Regions from separate parts of the Mus musculus genome. Here regions 1 and 2 are each linked to region 3. The links are chromatin contacts, called in public HiChIP or PLAC-seq maps. All regions are on one chromosome and are shown on one strand. Each heading gives the region's core, a stretch centred on a gene start, on an enhancer-like site or on the middle of the called end of the contact. The rest is flanking DNA. Distances are from core to core; before and after follow the strand shown.

Evidence for each region. HiChIP or PLAC-seq counts read pairs in DNA pulled down with a chosen protein or histone mark.
Region 1: a contact with region 3 is called in an H3K4me3 HiChIP or PLAC-seq map of embryonic stem cells, with 5 times the contacts expected there. The contact joins the promoter of Hoxaas3 here to the enhancer-like site in region 3. A contact is called at or near these places in 6 of 39 promoter capture datasets (the HPC-7 cell line, HPC-7-derived erythroid cells, cranial neural crest and 4 more), 1 of 15 datasets of contacts at CTCF or cohesin (the NIH/3T3 cell line), 2 of 484 Hi-C or Micro-C datasets (embryonic stem cells and muscle stem cells), 14 of 115 datasets of contacts at active chromatin or transcription factors (acute myeloid leukemia, bone marrow-derived macrophages, craniofacial prominence and 8 more) and 1 of 9 other capture datasets (adipose tissue).
Region 2: an H3K27ac HiChIP or PLAC-seq map of embryonic stem cells shows a contact between it and region 3, with 5 times the contacts expected there. The contact joins the promoter of Hotairm2 here to the enhancer-like site in region 3. A contact is called at or near these places in 3 of 39 promoter capture datasets (the 3T3-L1 cell line, the C10 cell line and frontonasal cranial neural crest), 3 of 115 datasets of contacts at active chromatin or transcription factors (embryonic hindbrain, embryonic stem cells and microglia) and 1 of 9 other capture datasets (embryonic stem cells).

What each region holds. Positions count from the first base shown.
Region 1 is chr6:52,199,055-52,202,734 of GRCm38.p6, reverse strand. Hoxaas3 (Hoxa cluster antisense RNA 3) reads right to left here and starts at 1,611. Exons shown (of 3, transcript NR_015611.2): 1 at 1,444-1,611. Hoxa3 (homeobox A3) reads left to right here. Exons shown (of 5, transcript NM_010452.3): 2 at 1,797-1,898. It overlaps Hoxa5 (homeobox A5), which reads left to right. Exons shown (of 2, transcript NM_010453.5): 2 at 1-981. The coding sequence ends at 154.
Region 2 is chr6:52,154,831-52,158,375 of GRCm38.p6, reverse strand. It overlaps Hotairm2 (Hoxa transcript antisense RNA, myeloid-specific 2), which reads right to left and starts at 1,474. Exons shown (of 3, transcript NR_146400.1): 1 at 1,394-1,474; 2 at 398-486; 3 at 1-86. It overlaps Hoxa1 (homeobox A1), which reads left to right and starts at 59. Exons shown (of 2, transcript NM_010449.4): 1 at 59-809; 2 at 1,287-3,009. The coding sequence starts at 155. The coding sequence ends at 1,642.
Region 3 is chr6:51,552,180-51,555,458 of GRCm38.p6, reverse strand. All of the region lies in intron 1 of Snx10 (sorting nexin 10), which reads right to left. Among named protein-coding and RNA genes, the nearest start is that of Snx10, 30 kb to the right of the region's middle. Within about 2 kb of position 1,373, at least 24 of the 459 cell types and tissues checked have an H3K27ac peak or open chromatin away from gene starts, as enhancers often do. A contact at or near this core is called in embryonic stem cells, where this site is marked.

The DNA of each region.
Region 1 (3,680 bases), core at 362-2,861, 650 kb before region 3:
GACCCGCCGAAGAAGGATCGAAATAGCTCATGCCCTTTGCCTCTCCGAGAGACAAATTAAAATCTGGTTCCAAAACAGGAGGATGAAGTGGAAAAAAGATAATAAGCTGAAAAGCATGAGTATGGCCGCGGCAGGGGGGGCTTTCCGCCCCTGAGCATCTGAGCGGCCAAAGTACTGAGCAGTAGTAGCCGGGCAGCTCTCTGTAGTGTCAGTACTAAGGTGACTTTCTGAAACTCCCCTTGTGTTCCTTCTGTGAAGAAGCCCTGTTCTCGTTGCCCTAATTCATCTTTTAATCATGAGCCTGTTTATTGCCATTATAGCGCCTGTATAAGTAGATCTGCTTCTGTTCATCTCTTTGTCCTGAATGGCTTTGTCTTGAAAAAAAAATAGATGTTTTAACTTATTTATATGAAGCAAGCTGTGTTACTTGAAGTAACTAAAACAAAAAAAAAAAAAAAAGAAAAGAGAAAAAAAAACTACACACACAAAAAGCCCCCCCACCTCGTTTAGTGCCAATGTTGTGTGTTGCACTTGAGTTCTTTAATGTGCATGTACGTGGAAGTGTTCCTGTCTCAATAGCTCCAAGCTGTTAAAGATATTTTTATTCAAACTACCTATATTCCTTGTGTAATTAATGCTGTTGTAGAGGTGACTTGATAAGACACAAATTAACTTGTTCAACGTGTAGTGGCTAGTGGCTCTGTGACGAAAACTGTGACTCCAAGCGGTGTGTCCCTGCGTGCCTTTGTAGGACCCTTTGCACGAACTCTGGAAGTGGCTCTTATAAGCGCAGCTTCAGTGATGTATGTTTTTGTGAAAAAGTTACAAATATTGTCCAAGTCTGGCTGTTTAAGCAAACTGTGATCAGCTTTTTTTTTTTTTTGTATTTGTTTTTAAGGAAAAAAAACACTGACTGGAAACAAAACAAAATAAACTTTCTATTGTAAGTTCTCTTGGTCTGATTTATGCCAAATAGCAAGCTGCTCTTTCTGCTTTTCTGTCTGTCCAATAGTACTGTAGGCTGCTGAGTCTGCGGCTACCTGGGCAGCCTGCCTGTTCATTGTGGCTTCACACCAACACCTTGACTCATAGCTTTCCTCACTCAGAACCATCAGAAACCTCAGGCCAGAAGAACATAGTGGGAAAAGCTGTAGGAGGTTCCAAAGCTTGAGTCCACCTTGTCCATCTCTGAGGAAACCAAGTTAACTTTGTACCAAAAAGGAGAGGAAGAGAAAGAGAGAGAAGCCAGGGCTTTGTTAGCCACACTCCGGCCCACATAGATCCAAGGCTATTGTAGGCCTTGTTGAAGAGGCTTCTCTGCCAGGCTGTAGACCCCAAACCCTCTGCCCACTAACCAACCCCAGCACTCAGTTCCCTCTACCCTTACTGAACCACTTGGCTTCTTTTGCTACAATTAATTTGCTACAAATGGAAAGTACTTACCCCATCCTAGCTCCACTGGGAAACTCCTCAGAGCAGCTAAAGCCCAACTAGAGATTTGCACATTTACTGGCTGCTTACACGGATGCCGTCTTTCCTTTTAAAAGTTATAAAACAGTAAACTTTATAAGCCCCAGTTCCGGCTATATGACATTTGGGTGCCAAATGAATAGGGTTTTGTCTATGAATTAGATCGTAAAATCATCCATAGCACAGACAGATCGCCTCACTGGCTATAAAACGTCACGTGGGGCCATTAAAGTAAGTTTTATGGTTTTGGGGAGTTGACATCCAACATTATATACCACATAACATATAATCTCACTAACGCTGGACTCCATTTGACTCTTTTGCAGGCTACGTGTGCTGCCTGGTCATTCAAAGTGTCAATTTTAGGTCCAGAAGTGTCCAAACCACAAGTTCTCAAAACTCTGAAAAATGGCTCCCTCCATGTTAAGGTAAGCTCGCCTCTTGAGTTTATTTTCACTCTTAAAAAGTTTCTTGTCCTCTCTTTCTGTCTGGCTCAGTATTCAAAATGGGAGAACAAACTTTTCCCTCTGCCTGCCTAAATTAGCAAAGCCAGAGCCAGCCTTGTGGAGGCTGCGCGGTGAAGAATGCCTGTGGCCGGCCGAGAACGGCTTCCCCAGGCCTAACTTTAATTGCTGCACAATCGTGATGTTAATGACTTCCGCTGCTCCCGCCGGCGTGCAAAAAGATGATTGTGTGTGTGTGTGTGTGTGTGTGTGTGTGTGTGTGTGCGCGCGCGCGCGCGTGTGTGAAAATGGGTCTGTCTGTGAAAACTTGGCAGCCCCGGGCCTTCTTTCTAAGGTTGGTCAGGCCCAGGCTCTTTGGGGGTCGTGGAGCTCTGGGAGTTGAAGGGACGCAGGCCACTGGAGGAGAGGGGTAAACTGAACTCGAGAGTTTGAAAGAAAGGCCCGGAAAGGACCGAGGCCGACACTGGCGGGATTCCTTGTGGGGCTGAGGCAATATGTCTTCGCAGGGCCAGGGTCATTTGGCAAGACTGAATTGAGGCGGGCAGCCTTTGGGCCTGAGTTTCAGACCGACTGGAGAGAGTGGAAACTGACTGGGGCCTTGGCTGTGTAGCAGGAGCAGGCTGCACCCACAGGATGTTGGGGACAGTGGGTCCCCACCTAGGAGGTACTCTGCTGTCCCCGCACCGGGCTAGGCCCAACCCTGTTAGTTCTTTTCATTTGACTGGTAGTGTTCTCACCAGCCTGTGAGTCTGAAGCAATAAACTTTATGGCCGGATTTAACTTTAGTCTTTGAATCCTCAGGGTAATTGAAAGGGGTTAAAGCGCTTTCTTTTCTTCCGCCTTGCCTGTCTCTGCCTCCCTTCTTTCCTTTCCCATCCCGGTCTTTGTAGGAATAAGACATCTATGCACAGGACCCTCAAAAGGCAGCTTAAGGGCTTCCCTAGATAACACTAAAGATAGAGAAATGTAACCCTCTCCAACTGCAGACAAATTCTCTCTTCTAAAACTGTGCCTAAAGTTTTAAGGGAAATTGAGGTGTCTTCAAATGCCCAACTTAAAAGTCCCCAGAGCCATTAGGTTGTTTTTCTTGACACATCATAAAGGGTACTTTAGGAAGAAATTACCCCTTTGTCAGTAGGAGATTTCCTCTTCTCTTTTGTTATTTGTTCTTTCTGTTTGATCCCAGGAAATTTACATAATCTATGTTTTCCAAAACAGTCTCCAAGATTGTACCAATGAGTGAAGTTAGGTAAAATATAAATTTCCTGGGTACAATTCCATCGGGGCCCCAGCCTCCCATGTGCTTAAGCCAAGCTTAAGTGGGAACTTTCTGGCCTGTCCTGGTGTCTTCTCAGGGTAGGTACCCACCAGAGACCTAATAAACTCCACCCAGTCCTGTCTGAGGAGCTAAGCCAAAATGTCCAACTGTGGTTAGAAAAACAAAATTAAGGACTCTTCTTTTTTTCTGGAGCTAGGTACTTTTCTTCAAGTACTACTAGTTGGTAAAGGTTTTTACCAAGTGCTTAAAGAGAAATGTTTTGAAGTGTTGATTTGAAATACCAAGTATTAATATGCAGAAGTCTCCTTCATTCAACATAAATCTACAGAAGTCCCAGATTCAGAGATCCAAAGAAAACAAAAACCTAGGACTTAAAAAAAAATCAAAGCTCTCTCACAAATCCCACTTTCCCTGACTAGTGGCAAGCTGATGAATGCATGGGGTTACTTTTGGGTGAAGTGAATATT
Region 2 (3,545 bases), core at 225-2,724, 600 kb before region 3:
GAGTCACGTGTCCTCCCCTCGAGCCCTCCGCCTGCCCGCCCCGCCTCTTGCGCACTGTACATTCATATCATTTTTCTTCTCTGGTCCTATGGAGGAAGTGAGAAAGTTGGCACGGTCACCCAGGGCTTCGCAGGATCCAATCACTCAGTGACAGATGGACAATGCAAGAATGAACTCCTTTCTGGAATACCCCATCCTTGGCAGTGGCGACTCTGGGACCTGCTCGGCGCGAGCTTACCCCTCTGACCATGGGATTACAACTTTCCAATCCTGCGCGGTCAGTGCCAACAGCTGCGGCGGCGACGACCGCTTCCTAGTGGGCAGGGGGGTGCAGATCAGCTCGCCCCACCACCACCACCACCACCACCACCATCACCACCCCCAGACGGCTACTTACCAGACTTCTGGAAACCTTGGGATTTCTTATTCCCACTCGAGTTGTGGTCCAAGCTATGGCGCGCAGAACTTCAGTGCGCCTTATGGCCCCTATGGATTAAATCAGGAAGCAGACGTAAGTGGTGGGTACCCCCCGTGCGCTCCCGCTGTTTACTCTGGAAACCTCTCGACTCCCATGGTCCAGCATCACCACCACCACCAGGGTTATGCTGGGGGCACAGTGGGCTCGCCCCAGTACATTCACCACTCATATGGACAAGAGCAGCAGACTCTGGCCCTGGCCACGTATAATAACTCCTTATCCCCTCTCCACGCCAGCCACCAAGAAGCCTGTCGTTCCCCTGCTTCAGAGACGTCTTCTCCAGCGCAGACCTTTGACTGGATGAAAGTTAAAAGAAACCCTCCCAAAACAGGTAAGTCCTGCCGGCTGACAGACAAATGCTGTTCGATTTTTGAAAGGGGCTGGCACACCTAGTTTCCTAGGAAAATGAATGATTTTTAAAAGATTGGTTCTTGTTTATGTCTAATGTCATCTAGAGTTGTAGTGAGTGGTGTAGGGTGCCCAGGTGTGCAGAGGCAAAAGCGTTTCACAGGGGCTGAGGTTTAAATGGTCTATAGTTAGATAGTGTGCGGGGAGTGGGAGGTGGTGATGGTGGTGATGGTGGTGATGGTGATGTCCTGTTAATATCTACAAGGCTCCATTAATCACGAGCCTGATCACACTAATGGTTGACTTCAGGTTAACACTGCTTACACATCGTCACTGGCGCTTCCCGATAGGGTTTGTGCTCGCTGAGTAGTTAACCGAATATTGCCTCAAGCTTGGGGCAATCTGGATAAAGGTTTAAGATTTTTTTTTTAATCTTTTCTCTCTTCCTCCCCTACCCTAGGGAAAGTTGGAGAGTACGGCTACGTGGGTCAACCCAACGCAGTGCGCACCAATTTCACCACCAAGCAGCTCACAGAGCTGGAGAAGGAGTTCCACTTCAACAAGTACCTTACACGAGCGCGCAGGGTGGAGATTGCCGCGTCCCTACAGCTCAATGAGACCCAGGTGAAGATCTGGTTCCAGAATCGCCGCATGAAGCAGAAGAAGCGTGAGAAGGAGGGGCTCCTGCCCATCTCCCCTGCCACTCCTCCTGGCAGCGATGAGAAAACGGAAGAATCATCTGAGAAATCTAGCCCCTCGCCCAGTGCCCCTTCTCCGGCATCGTCTACCTCAGACACTCTGACTACCTCCCACTGAGGCTACTCCAGCCCAACTCTGCAGCCCAGGCTTCTCCCTGGGCTGGGATTTCTTACCCAAAGCACATTCTTAGCTTATCTTCCTTTCTTTACAGACTCTCTCTTCCTTTCTCGTCCCATCTGGGGAGCTCCTGGCCAAGATAAGGTATTTCCAGAGAATTCTGGAGCCTTGGTTGGAAGTTAACTCCTTCATCCACATCGGGTGTCCACATCAATTGCTGATGGCTCCCAACATCCTTTCCTTCACTGTTGTGAGATTTTTTTCTCCCCACAACCTATGATTCCTTTTAGATGTCGGCTGGAGAACAGTTAGTTCCCTTTGCCATCAGACATTTGCAGGAAGGAGGCATCTCTCCTTTTATCTATGTATTGTTCTTCTCCACCTAGCCCTTAAGTAGGACATAGAGGAGAGAGAGTGTCCAAAGACTCATGAAGAAGAGATGCACTGTGTTTACACAATTAATTCACCCCCTAACTTAGCTGGTTTCATGTGTGTGAGTTTGCTGGTTGTAAATGCTTTCCCGTCAGAGATTTATCTTTATACACATTTTATAGAAATATGTAGGTCACTAAATCAAACAGGGTGGACAAATTCTCAAAACTGGTACAGTTCATGTGTGATTATGGGCGAAAGAAGAAAACCTCTTTCATTCAAACAGAGTCAGATGCCTCAGAAGTTGGCCTCAATTGGTTCTTTCAGAGTTAAGAAGGCCTGCCAAGCACTTTGCCTGTGCCAGGTCTTCCCAAACTCTAACCAATTCTTCCTGCTTCTCTGGCCACCCTGCATTTAAAAATCATGCTGGATCATTTGTAACCCAAAGGTATTCATTCTTTCAGTCACCCTTTCCTTCCACACTGTCTTGTATCATGGCTGGATCCAGTGTATTTCCAGCTAATTGTTAATGTGATGGATGGCACAATGAATGTATATTTTGTGTGATTCGTGACTAGTCTTCTGCATGTCGCACAATGTTCTGATGTCCCTGAAATATCACACTGAGTTCTATCAGTTATTCTTTGTGAGCCTATGATAGTCTCCATTTACTGTACAATCATGAACAGCTCTGAGATCCTGGAGTGATGTGGTCCAGAGCAGAGTTTACGGGTCTTAAGATGTCTGTAATAAAAGTATTCAAGTTTTAGGTATGCCTAAGCATCTTGTGTATTTGGCTGGACTACAGTGGTTGCTTACTACTAAGTTGGCCCATTTCACATGGGGAAGGGAGGGTGGTGTTTATTTTCAAAGAAGTAGGCTTTCCTCTGTCATGAAGCTTGCAGCTTTCCCTGGAAGAACATTTTCATCCAACCTATGTCTATTTAATGCACCGAACTTTTTACAATAACAACAGCTCTTTTTTTATTATAATCAGAGTTCAAACTGGAAAAAAAACAGTAAAGAAATATATGACAGAGATCTCTATTTGCAACAAACATGGATACTTCCTGGGTCAAGTGCTAACCTTTTCACCTCCAACTGAATGTTGACATAAACATAAACCCAGCCCCTTCAAAAGCTGAAAACTGTCTTCAGTCACTCTTTCCTCACATTCTTGAACCCAGAGCAAAGAGACTCACATTTAATCAGCTTCAGTATGGTAAGGATGTAAGGATGTCCCCGGTTCCTTTTTTTTTTTTTTTGATTGTCAGGCTATATTACCTTTTAAGTTGATGGTCTGTTCTCAATAAAGCCTTCTTTTCCCTATTTACATCAGCATCCACCCCTCCCAGCAGTTCCTTACATCTCTGCCTTGCATATCTTATCCCTTAAGATTCAACTTTCATTACCACCATGGCTGTAAAGGGTCTAGGTACATTTCTAATTCTGTGCCACATAACCTGGAAAGCGATTTAGATTTACACTCTCTTCTCCAGAATCAGACTCTTCCAGGTGAGCTCGTGGAAAT
Region 3 (3,279 bases), core at 124-2,623:
AATCCGGGTGTGAGACATGCCTCTCCTAGGCCTATATAAGCAGCACCAGTTCTGGGCTTGGGGGTCTCTTCGCCTCTGCAATCAAGCTCTCCCAATAAACGTGTGCAGAAGGATCCTGTTGCAGCGTCGTTACTGCTGGCCAGTCCAGCGCGCGCAAGACAAAGTGAAACTCTTCCTCAAAAAAAAAAAATTGGGAGCTGGAAAAATGGCTCAGTGATGCTGGATTCTCTGCAGCCACAGGAAGGCTCACAACCATCCATAACTCCAGTTCCAGGGATCCAGTGACCTCTTCTGAGCTGTGTGCCAGGTATGCACATACATACATGCAGGCAAATACAGGGACGAGAAAGGTGACGTAACAGAGGTGCTCACTGCCAAGCACAACAACCTAAATTCAACCCCCTGCATGCGAGCAGTGGGAGAACCCGCTCCTCCAAGTAACCAGCTAGATAACCGACACACGCACACGCACGCACAGGCACACACGCACACACCCAAACACTCACAGGAACTAAGTTAGCTTCGCTTCTCTGTGCTCCACTTTCTCATAAGATACTCGGCTATTTTCTTTCCCTTTCCCCTCCCCTCCCTTCTTTTCTTTTCTTTTCTTTCCTTTTTTCTTTTCTTTTCTTTTCAGATTTATTTATTATTATATCTAAGTACACCGTTACTCTCTTCAGACACACCAGAGAGGGCATCAGATCTCATTACGGATAGTTGTGAGCCACCATGTGGTTGCTGAGATTTGAACTCAGGACCTTGGGAAGAGCACTCAGTGCACTTAACCGCTGAGCCATCTCTCCAGCACCCTCGGCTATTTTTCTAATTTAAAGTTTTAAGTGACTGCTGACTTCTTATGCTCATATTCTCAAGGACACTAGGTATTTCACTAGGTTTTCTGGGGAGCAGTTTTCTTACCTGCTCTGCACTGGGCAGGGCAAGCACGCTCCCACACATCCCCAGGGCCCCCAGGGCTCTCGGAGGACAGGATCCTGTCCAGGGCTACAGTCCCTTTACCCTACTTTTGTGACCCTCCCTAAGGATGAGTTGCAACACCAAGGATGTGTGTTGGACTCCGGAGAAGCCAACCCACAAGCTGGGTGCCTCAGGTACCACCCCGTGGTTAGATAATTGTAGCTCTCGGCAGGCATTTGAACCAGGAAACCTCGGGGCACTGCTTGGAAGCACTTAGGGAAATAAGCCGGGAAAGCGGTTACCGGAAATGGGAGAGATAAGGATGTCCCAGCCAAACGGCTCAGAGGTTAATAGTAAAAAGATGTGGAGAAAAAGGTATGGGCCTGAACAATGCCTGTCACAGACCCGGCGCCTGTGTGTGCTGCCGCTGGGTCTGACGCAGGGACCTGCATGCTTTGAGCTAGCATACCAAAATTTGGTCTGAGTCACTGTTCCATTGCTGTGAGCAGACACCAAGGCCAAGGCAACTTATAAAGAAACACTAGAAAGGCGTGGTGCCACGGCTTTTAATCCCAGGCGGATCTCTGAGTCTGGGGCCAGCCTGGTCTACAGGCAAGGCTACATGGAGAAACCCGGTCGAAAGAAGGAAAGAACGAAAGGAAGGAGGGAGAGAGGGAGGGAGGGGAAGAGGGGTGAGAGGAGGGGTAAGGAGGGGAGGAGAGGGAGGGAGGAAGAGATAAAGCTAGCAGGCACTACCTGAGGGCTTGCTTACAATTTGAGACTTAGTCCTTGGTCATCAAGGTAAAAGGTATGGCGGCAGGCAGGCATGTCTCTGGAGCAGTTGTTACTGCTTACACGTAGTGGTGGGGGTTTTTGAAACCTCAACGTTCACCCCCAGTGACAGAGCTCCTCCAACAAGGTTACACCCCCTAATCTTTCCTAAACAGCCCACTTGGAACCTCAAACATTCAAATATGAGCCTATAAGCCATTTCTAGTCAAACCAGCACAGACTTTTAGAGGCTATTTGTATGAAAAAGAAAAAAAAAAAAATCAACCAAGCACTAACGTTCAAATCTCTAAAACATGTGTTAGAAGTTAAACTTGTGGTGCCAAACGTGACCAAATTTAGGGTTTAAAATTAGCAGACAAGAAAAAAATGAACTTCACAACTATTTTGACAACGTTCTGCTTGGAACAGGGTGCAGATCTGCACAGCGAACGCATTGGGGACTTTCCTCCTCACGCTAGAAAAGACGCCATTGCAGTACAAAGATGGGAAATGAACCACCGTGAGGAGGAAAGGTGACAGAACTTACAGGAACAGCAGAGGCAGGCCGGGGCGGCCACCAGAGCGAGCGACATGCTGGTAATAAGGATGTCCTTGTGGGCGGTGAAACAGCCCTCGCCTCCTAGCAAGTACCCCTCCCACCTTCTCAGAGATCTTTATGCTACATGGCTCCCTTCCCTCATGATCTATTTGAGTCCCTCTTGCTTATTTCCTTTTTTTTTTTAATTTGTTTGTTTTTTGTTGTTGTTTTTGTTTGTTTGTTTTTACGAGACAGGGTTTCTCTGTATAGCCCTGGCTGTCCTGGAACTCACTTTGTAAACCAGGCTGGCCTTGAACTCAGAAATCCGCCTGCATCTGCCTCCCGAGTGCTGGGATTAAAGGTGTGCGCCACCACGCCCGGCTGCTTATTTCCATTTTAGAACAGCTGGTAAATGCAGGCGTGGTAGTTCATGGCTGTGATCCAGCTCTTCTTCAGGAGGCTGAGGCAGAAGGATGCTGCCCAATCCAAGCTAACCTGGACTACTAAGTATGACTGTTTCAAAAATAAGCAAGTAAATAAAAAGAGGGGAAACTGACTGACAGCAGGGTATTTGGAGTTCTCTCATGCCCCTCCTGATCCTTGCCAAAGGATTTTTTTTTTTTTTAAAGATAGGGTTTCACCTGGTGTGGAGTGGAGGCACACAGATTCAAGCTTAGGTCTTGGGAGGTGGAGGAGGGGTGGGGGATCAAGAATTTAACAGCAGGCCGGGCGTGGTGGCGTACGTCTTTAATCCCAGGACTCAGGAGGTAGAGGCAGAGGCAGGTGGATTTCTGAGTTTGAGGCCAGCCTGGTCTACAAAGTGAGTTCCAGGACAGCCTGGGCTATACAGAGAAACCCTGTCTCGGAAAAAAAAAAAAAAAAAAAGAACTTAACAGCAAGCCCCACACAAGCATGAATTGCATGAGACTCAATAAAATAAATTTGAATTAAAATTTAAAACAGCATTTATATATATATAATCAGAACTAACAGACAAAACACTGTCAAAGAAATCTCAGCACTCAGAAGACATAGGACCAGGAGTTCAAGGTCAG